Regions from separate parts of the Mus musculus genome. Here all the other regions are linked to region 3. A link is a contact called in public promoter capture Hi-C data. All regions are on one chromosome and are shown on one strand. The core of a region is the stretch at or near the end of the contact, and the rest is flanking DNA. Distances in the headings are between cores, read along the strand shown.

Region 1 (2,700 bases), core at 188-2,687, 1.0 Mb before region 3:
GCTTCAGGGCCGTATGATGTGTCTGGCTTCACGGAGTAGCTACACTCACATGCCCACAGTCATACATCCACACATAATTAAAACTTTAAAAAGTACTTTGTCCACCGGGCAGTTGTGGCACATGACTTTAATCCCAGCACTTGGGAGACAGAGGCAGGCAGATCTCTGAGTTCGAGGCCAGCCTGGTCTACAAAGTGAGTTCCAGGACAGCCAGGGCTACACAGAGAAACCCTGTCTCGAACCCCCCCCCCCAAAAGTACTTCGTCCATTACTGTAACAGTCTATTTACTTCTATGTTTTTCCTACTGCTTTTGTTTTGAGAGCAAAATCGAGCAGATGCTAGTTAACTGCTAAAAATAAATGAACAAGTCAAATTAAAATTTTGTAAAAAAATAAAAAAAATCAGGAAATCTCAAACAACTTACACGTACAACTATAAAGCAGTGGATAGATTCTGGTGCTCAGTAGAATATGACATACATTAAGCAAAAAGAACATATGGAAAATACATAGTAAAGTTGACATAGAACAAAATAATCCCAAACGACAAATGTGCTTAAGAATGGAAAGCAAGCGCAGCACCCACATCAAAACCATCCTGTACGCGGACATTTAGGTGAATTTAATTTATAAAGCTCCCTCCCATTCTTTTAGTCATTTACTGTGTATGTCAGAGGCAAATGGGGGAAACGGCTCATCATAAGCACTGGAGACCCACACTGGGAACCTGAGTAAGAATTCGGGGGAGGAAGCCATTGGGAGAATAGAAAAAGTCCCAGAGGAGGATCTACATCGCTCTCTCTCTCGCTCTCTCTCTCTCTCTCTCTCTCTCTCTCTCTCTCTCTCTCTCTCACACACACACACACACACACACACACACACACACACACACACACAAACATAGACAACAGAAGTTATGACAATGAGGACGGACAGAGGCTCTGGAGCGGCTGCTGAGCCAAGTGCACAACAGGAAGAAAGTAGAGGGCTCTGGGGACCAAAATCAGGATGTGGTGCACGCCTTTAATCTCAACACTTGGAAGACAGAGGCAGATGCTTCTCTGTGAGTTCAAGGCCAGCTTGGTCTACAGAGTGAATTCCAGCCTACACAGAGAAACCCTGTCTCAAAACAAAAACAAAAAGGAGCGGGATGTCAGGGTAGGAAGGAGGCCAAGGCAGGAGTCCGGCAGACGGTGGATTTGCTCCGGAGGGCCGGGGGTGGGGGTGACGACCTAGTTACGGGGTGAAGGGAAGGCAGGAGGACACGCCCAGACCTGGGCCACCCACAGAGAGAGGAAATGTGTCAAGGAGCTAATCCTGAACGAAACTTCTTGGCTGTGCGGACACAGCAGCGCCTACCGCACCTCTGCAGTGCCCTTGTCAGGTCCCTGGTGCAATTCCCGACCGCCGGCTGCGGGAGGACGCAGACGCCTGCCGTAAAGGACGCCCGCAGCACGACATCTCCAGAGCGACGCCGTAAATCAACCACCGGCCGAGGAACTGTAGAAACCAAGCACAGCGGGTCTGCGCCTGCGCAGCAAGCAGCCCAGCCTCCAGACGCTGACAGCTGATAAACCGACTTTCCCCATACTACTGCGCCCGGTAGTGAGTTCTCCCTTTCAGCACTGTCGTGACCGTTGATTGTTGTGCTACTTGAGCAAGGTCACACTCGAGAAAGAGTAGTGCTTCCCTCACCCCAAGGAAATGTGGTGATTAAAGCTCGTGTGCCGTGACCCCAAAACTTGTGTGACTGTTTCCCAGTTTCACGGTGGCAGTTTCCCTTTTTGGTAATAAACATAATAGCCGGGCTGGAGAGACAGCTCAGAGGTTAAGAGCATTTGTTGATCTGGGAGAGGTCCTCGGTTTAACTCTAGATTCAGGGGACCCAACATAGTTCTTCTAACCTCAGCAATACCAGGAGCACACACATGGTGCACATACATGAAGACAAAACTCTCGCACATAAAGTAAATCTTAAAAGAAAGATAATAGTGCCTAACGTGGTGGCTCAGGCCTTTAAATCACAGAAATTAAGAAACGGAAACAGGTGGATGTCTATGAGTTCTAGGCCAACTAAGGCTACATAGTGAGATCTTGTTACAAACAAACAGCTATAGAGTTACTATAGGGACTTCTTTATACTGTGACATGATGAAAACGTTCTTTGATGTATTAGCTGACATTTGCACCAAAGCAATCAGAAAGCTGAGACAGGAGGATGTATCCTCTTGAGTTCAAGGCTGGCCTGGCCTATAAGACAGATGCTGTGCCTGCGAATGAACAGTTTCTGGAGAAAATTCCCGAAGTCCATGTGGTGGGTTCAATAGGAATGGCCCCCATAGATTCACGTGTGTGAATGCTTGCCTCATAGGCAGTGGCACTATTAGGAAGGGTGGCCTTGTGAGAGTATGTGTGGCTTTGTTGGAGAAAGTGTGTCACTTTTGGGGAGGGATTTGAGGTCTCCTATGCTCAAGTCAAGCCTAGTGTGGATTAGTCTCCTTTTGCTGCCTGTTGATCAAGATGTAGAAATCTCAGTTCCTTCTCCAACACCATGCCTTCCTGCATGCTGCCATGCTTCCTGCCATGATGATAGTGGACTAACCTCTGAAACTGTAAGCCAGCCCCAATTAAATGGTTGCCATGGTCACAAGTCTTTTTACAGCAATAGAAACCCTAGTAAGAGAGTCCACAATTTATTAA
Region 2 (2,700 bases), core at 67-2,566, 1.2 Mb before region 3:
AGACAGGGTACCATCCTCTTCTGAGAAGGGTGTGGAGGTCTTTTCAGGTTCTGTATCTTCAGGCCGGATCCCATGCAGGCGCAGCCCATCGCTGCCATAGCCAGAGGAGGATGGCAAAATGCTCACAGTGATGCCACTGACAGATAAATCACTCTGAGAAGCAGGCATTATGGGACCCTTGCAGGACACGAGACCTACATGGGTAGGCTCTGTGTGAATAGGGTCTCCTGACTGTTTTGGTATTGATGAAGCAACAGAACACTTAGCAATCCAAGAACCTGTGGGAGGGGCACTTGGAACACTCTTGGTTCTTCCCCCCACACTCCAGCCCTCTGAAGGTTGGTCTTGATCTACTGTTTCAGAGGGGTAATCCGTCCGAGGCAAAGTGCTGCTCCGATGTCGATGTCTGAGCAGAGTGCCTCCCTGCTCCACTGCAGTCTCTCCCTGCAAAGGCAACAGCACAGCCCTGCTGCTGCAGGATGCTGTCCTCGGAAATTCCACCAGTTGGCTCACAGACTTCTCACAGTTCCTTTCTGCTGGGTTATCAAGCAGGTGAGCAATGACTGTCATACCCTCTTCCAGGGAATCCCAGGCCCCTCCAACAACTGATGACTCATTCTCCAACAAAAGGTGAGCAGTCTGGATCTCTGCTTGGAAGCTCTCCTTTACCTGCACAATCATCCCTTGATCGCCCACCCCTGAGTTGGGAGCTGAGTCTCCGGGCAGGAAAATGTCTGATGGGGGGTGCTCTGCCCCTCCCACTCCGGGCTCCTTTGGGAGCCTCGCTGTTAACTTCGTTAGGGTTTCAGTCTCTTCAATGACTCCAGTGCCTTCCAAAGCTTCCTCCCTGTGAGATGCTTCTGGAGTAAGGATTTTCTTCCCTCTCCACTTCCTTTTGAACCGAACCCTCTTCTTAGGAGATATGGGAGCCTTCTCAGGAACAGCTATGGACTCTTTCGGCTCCTTAACACAGCCCAGTGAATTTCCCATTTCTTTCCTCTCTCAATCTCAGAAAATAAAGCAGTTGAATCAGTCCTCGGATCCCAGAGGCATTCCAATGTCGGCTTCATCGGACTCGATGCACATTCAAAAGAACCAAAAACCAAAAAACATGCACTATGCCGGCAATCCCTCCAATCCTTTCTCCCTCCCTCCCCGCCTCTCTCTGTCTCTTCCAGCCGCTCGATTCAGACAGCCATCTTACAGGCTCAGAGCTGCAACAAGACAAATTTCAAAGCATCTCACTGCAGTTCAGAAATCACTTGACCTAAAAGCAGACAGAAACCGGATTGGCTGCCGCTTCCTCTCTCCAAATATGAGGTAATTGGAGCACTGCCCTCAGTAACACAAACAGAACGCAAAAAGGAGCTAGAAACCAGGGAGAGGGAGGAGGAGGGGAGAACGTAAGAGTAAATGGAAAGGGGAGGGGAAAGGAAGAGAGAGAGGTAGCCGGAGAGAGGAGGAGGAGAACAATATCAAAGAGGGGGTGGGGAGAGCAAACCAGCTCAGTGGGTACTAACTAGCAAGGGAAGGGAAGGGCCAGGTAGACAAGACCAGAGAAGCCGCAATGAAAGCTCCCAACCTATGAAATGAAATATGTTTTAATCACTGCTCCAAGACGCCCAAAGGAAAAGAGCAAGCAAGATATACATAATCAAATTTTAACCTAAGAAAGATTAGAGCCCACTCCTTCCATTAAGAAAAGAAACAGGGGTATGAACAATCCAGCCTCCTGTGGCATATATGGCCAGCTCCAAAGAGTAACATCCACTAATTCGGATGGCCAGACACACTGATGAAAAACCTGGAAATTGATTTTGAGTATAGTATGTTAAGCCTCAGGGACAGGTGATCACTTGTCAATACAATATAAAAGTCAGACAACAGTATTTGACATAAGTGTTCAATAGTAATCATCAGTACTGCCTTTGCCACAGTTAGCTATCGTATTTTGAGTACTTGCTATATAACAAGTTCTATGTGAAGATACACACATATATAACATATATATAATGTAACAGGATAATATATATTATTCTGTTATATTCTCACAGCAGCCATGTGTGGCCCAATTTTTAAGTAAAGAAAACTCAGATTTAAGAAAGCTGATTAACTTGTCCAAGTTGAAATAACTGAGGACGGGGAAGACACAAGCCATTTAGACTTCATGTTAACACGACAAAATGGTTGATGTGTGTAATCTCAGCTACTGGGAGGCTAAAAAGGAAGAATTTCAAAGCAAGTCTGAAGCTAGCCTGGACTACTGAGTGAAACCCTGTCTCGAAAATACCCATAGAATAAAAGAGAGACTTTTCATTTCAGCTCCATTAATTACTAGAGGGAGAAAAATCTGCTCTCCACTGCCATAAAACAAGAAGATATTCCCATAGTTCTAAACTAGCAGCTAGACTCTGTAGCCAAGCAACGAAGAAATAACACTTGCTGCTGACTGGGGAGAGCAGCTGAGGGACTGAAACCCAGGTGATTTTCACTCAGACTGATGTAAGTAAGGCTCATAGACCACACCCTGCGCTGCCAGCCAGCAGAATTCCTCCACCAGGTTTCCAGCACACTGCCTAACACATGCAATCGAAGGCTCTCTGAATGGAGTGGGAGAAAAGAGGTATGCATGTTTCTTCTCTGTTGTAGCAGTTTATCTTTCATGTTCCTGCAGTGCCAGGAATCAAATAGAGGGCCTTG
Region 3 (2,700 bases), core at 150-2,649:
AAGTCTCAGAGCCACTATACCAGAAACTGCACAGGAGTGTAAGGGCAAGATTCAGCCCAGTCCTCAGGGATCCAGCTTACCGAAATAGTCAGCAGTTGAGAAAAAACCAACCATTCTAGACTCTCTCGTCTGAGCTAGCTTCTTTTGTCCTGTCTTGAGTTATATATAGTCTTTTTTTTTTTTTTTTTTTTTTTTTTTTTCCGAGACAGGGTTTCTCTGTATAGCCCTGGCTGTCCTGGAACTCACTTTGTAGACCAGGCTGGCCTCGAACTCAGAAATCCGCCTGCCTCTGCCTCCCGAGTGCTGGGATTAAAGGAGTGTGCCACCATCCCCGGTTTAGCTATATATAGTCTTTACCTAGAAGGGAACAATGGAGTCTGGAAGAGAATAGTTCCTGTCAGGGTAAATGGCCAATAGAATGTGGCTAAGGGGCTTGAGGACAAAACCTGCTCAGGGCTGTCTATCTGGGCATTGCGGTGAGATGTCTCCTTAGTTAAGAGAACATATTGCTCTTTCTTGGGACCCAGTTCCCACCACACACATCAGGTGTCTCACAGCCTCCTGTCACCAGCCCCGAGGATCTGATGACCTCTGGCCTTCTTAGGTGAGCGTGCACACACACACACACACACACACACACACACACACACACACACACACGGTGCACATAAATTCATGCAAGCACACACACATACACACAAAAAATTAAAAACTAACAGATCTTTAAAGAAATAAAGAGCCAAGAGGGCCACATCGTCCTCCGCTGTTAAGAAGAGTCCTCCGCGCTGCCTGGTGGTTGTCATTACTGTGTCACAGATAAAGATGCCACACATTTCAAGTTCCATTGACAGAAAAGCTAGATAGGTCTTAAGAACATTTAGCAGTTCCTAGACGGGAAAATGACACAGGAATTGGAGTTGGACTTCCCTCTGGGCACCCAGCACTTATTGGCTACGGACTTTGTCAAACAGTTTTGTCTCTCTGTTCCTCCGTTTCTCCACCTGGCAAGTGGAGAAGGTGACATACATGAAGCCAGGGCACGGTAGTTATCTGGAAGTGTTTCAGAATAATAGAAAGCTGTCCCTTTCTGCATGTGAAGAGTTGAGGATGGACTTAACTTGAAAATAAAAGTTAACATCATTTTTTCCGTTAGGGTAACATGACCACTTCCTTCTGCCTTGGACATGGGCCTTGGCCCTTTGATTTAGTGGGCTGAGAAAGGCGTTCCTCACGCAGGCTTTCCAGAACTGGGACGCCCGAGTATGCTTGAATACAGACTGTAGATTCTAGATTTTTAAATAGAGTAAGGGCGGGGAGACCCACCTACTCGTCCATGTCCGACTCGGGCATGCTGGGACTTGCAGGCTGGCTGTCCGTCCTGTGACGCCAGGGCCGCTGGGAAATGTAGTCCTTAATCTGCCCTGGAACGGAGGTGTCCTGCAGGCCCACCGGTGACAGCTCGGGAGGTAGGCTGCAATGACAAGGATCTGAAATAAGTGCAGAGTGGGAGGGGGCTTGCAAGCTGGTTGCTGGGGCCCTTGTCCTGTGGGTGCCAGAATGGACACTCCTAACCTGCTGCTGATGCAACGGGGCCTGTTGGGTGGGGTGAGGGGCAAGGAGCAACGGGACACCCACAGGCTCCGAGGAAAGAGCAGCGGGGCTGGGTTATTTCTCCAGAATAAGACCCTCCTAGCTGAGACTGAGGCGAAGGCTGTCTCCCTACCCCTATTTGGACACACCACCAACCTTTCCCAGAGAAGAGCCAGATGGACCACAACTGCTCCCTGAAGAGGGCATCAGAGCTGTACCCAGAAGCAAGGAGACCAGAGAGCATACTGAACTCCACTGGGAACATCTGGGGCGACACCGAGCAAGGGGCAAAGGGGTAGAAACCCATTTTCTGGAAACGTTGAGAGACCCATTGTAGGAAAGACGGGGAAGGCCAGAAGGAGAAGAGAGATGACCAGGCTCTCTCTTTTCCCTCCACAAAGGCCCCTTTCTTCATCCCCACAGCCCCCCGAAGCAGCTCTAATACGGAATGGGAGGTTCCCACCTGCCCTACCCCAGGGTTTGACAGCTCAGCATGGACCAGTCTGTGGCAATCCAGGAGACCCTGGTTGAGGGGGAATACTGCGTCATCATATCCTTCCCAGTTGTAGGTTGCCATCCAGATCGTGCCTGCTTCAGCCTTGGGAGGTGGGATGGAGGGTGTGGAAAAATTTCTCTCGAAGCCATATGGGAAAAGGTAAACCAATATTTACCAAGTATTCACTTGGCTCTGGTCTCTCTACCAGGTGCTTTACATAGGTAGCTATTTTCTCAACCAGCTGCAAAGTTGGAGACTATTATACCCATTTTGCAGATGAGGAAAACTCAGAGAGGTGAAGTCGTTTGCCAGTGGGAGAGGGAAAGGCAGCGTGGTGGAGTGGGCCGGATGGGGAGTTTCGCCCTTTGGCTTTCAGTTTCCCTTCACTCTGAGCAGCAGGCAGTCCAAGGTGTGCTGTGTAAGGGAGATAGCCGGCAGAGCCGCCTGCTCGGGCTGGTGAGGTACCGGCTGGAAAATGACGCCCAGGAGCATGCGTAAGTAGGGCTCAGACTGCCTGTGTGGGCCATGGGTGGTTCTTCAGTATCCTCCAGCTGGACTTCAGTCATTCTGTCTGAGTCTCCTAGACTAATTAACACAATGATAGTGTTCTGGAA

The links. Promoter capture Hi-C pulls out the DNA fragments that hold promoters and counts their contacts.
Region 1: a promoter capture Hi-C map of pre-B cells shows a contact between it and region 3. The contact joins the promoter of Ndufs5 here to the promoter of Inpp5b in region 3. A contact is called at or near these places in 4 of 39 promoter capture datasets (the 3T3-L1 cell line, hippocampal neurons, liver and 1 more).
Region 2: a promoter capture Hi-C map of liver shows a contact between it and region 3, with 2.5 times the contacts expected there. The contact joins the enhancer-like site here to the promoter of Inpp5b in region 3. A contact is called at or near these places in 4 of 39 promoter capture datasets (the 3T3-L1 cell line, hippocampal neurons and liver).

Annotation. Positions count from the first base shown.
Region 1 is chr4:123,716,749-123,719,448 of GRCm38.p6, forward strand. Ndufs5 (NADH:ubiquinone oxidoreductase core subunit S5) reads right to left here and starts at 1,438. Exons shown (of 3, transcript NM_001030274.1): 1 at 1,365-1,438.
Region 2 is chr4:123,526,470-123,529,169 of GRCm38.p6, forward strand. The region is part of intron 5 of Macf1 (microtubule-actin crosslinking factor 1); the gene reads right to left. Among named protein-coding and RNA genes, the nearest start is that of Gm31156, 24 kb to the right of the region's middle. Within about 2 kb of position 1,317, at least 116 of the 459 cell types and tissues checked have an H3K27ac peak or open chromatin away from gene starts, as enhancers often do. A contact at or near this core is called in hippocampal neurons and liver, where this site is marked.
Region 3 is chr4:124,740,451-124,743,150 of GRCm38.p6, forward strand. Inpp5b (inositol polyphosphate-5-phosphatase B) reads left to right here and starts at 1,400. Exons shown (of 24, transcript NM_008385.4): 1 at 1,400-1,466; 2 at 2,014-2,140; 3 at 2,486-2,580. The coding sequence starts at 2,084. Gm12915 (predicted gene 12915) reads right to left here. Exons shown (of 4, transcript NR_151694.1): 3 at 1,324-1,471.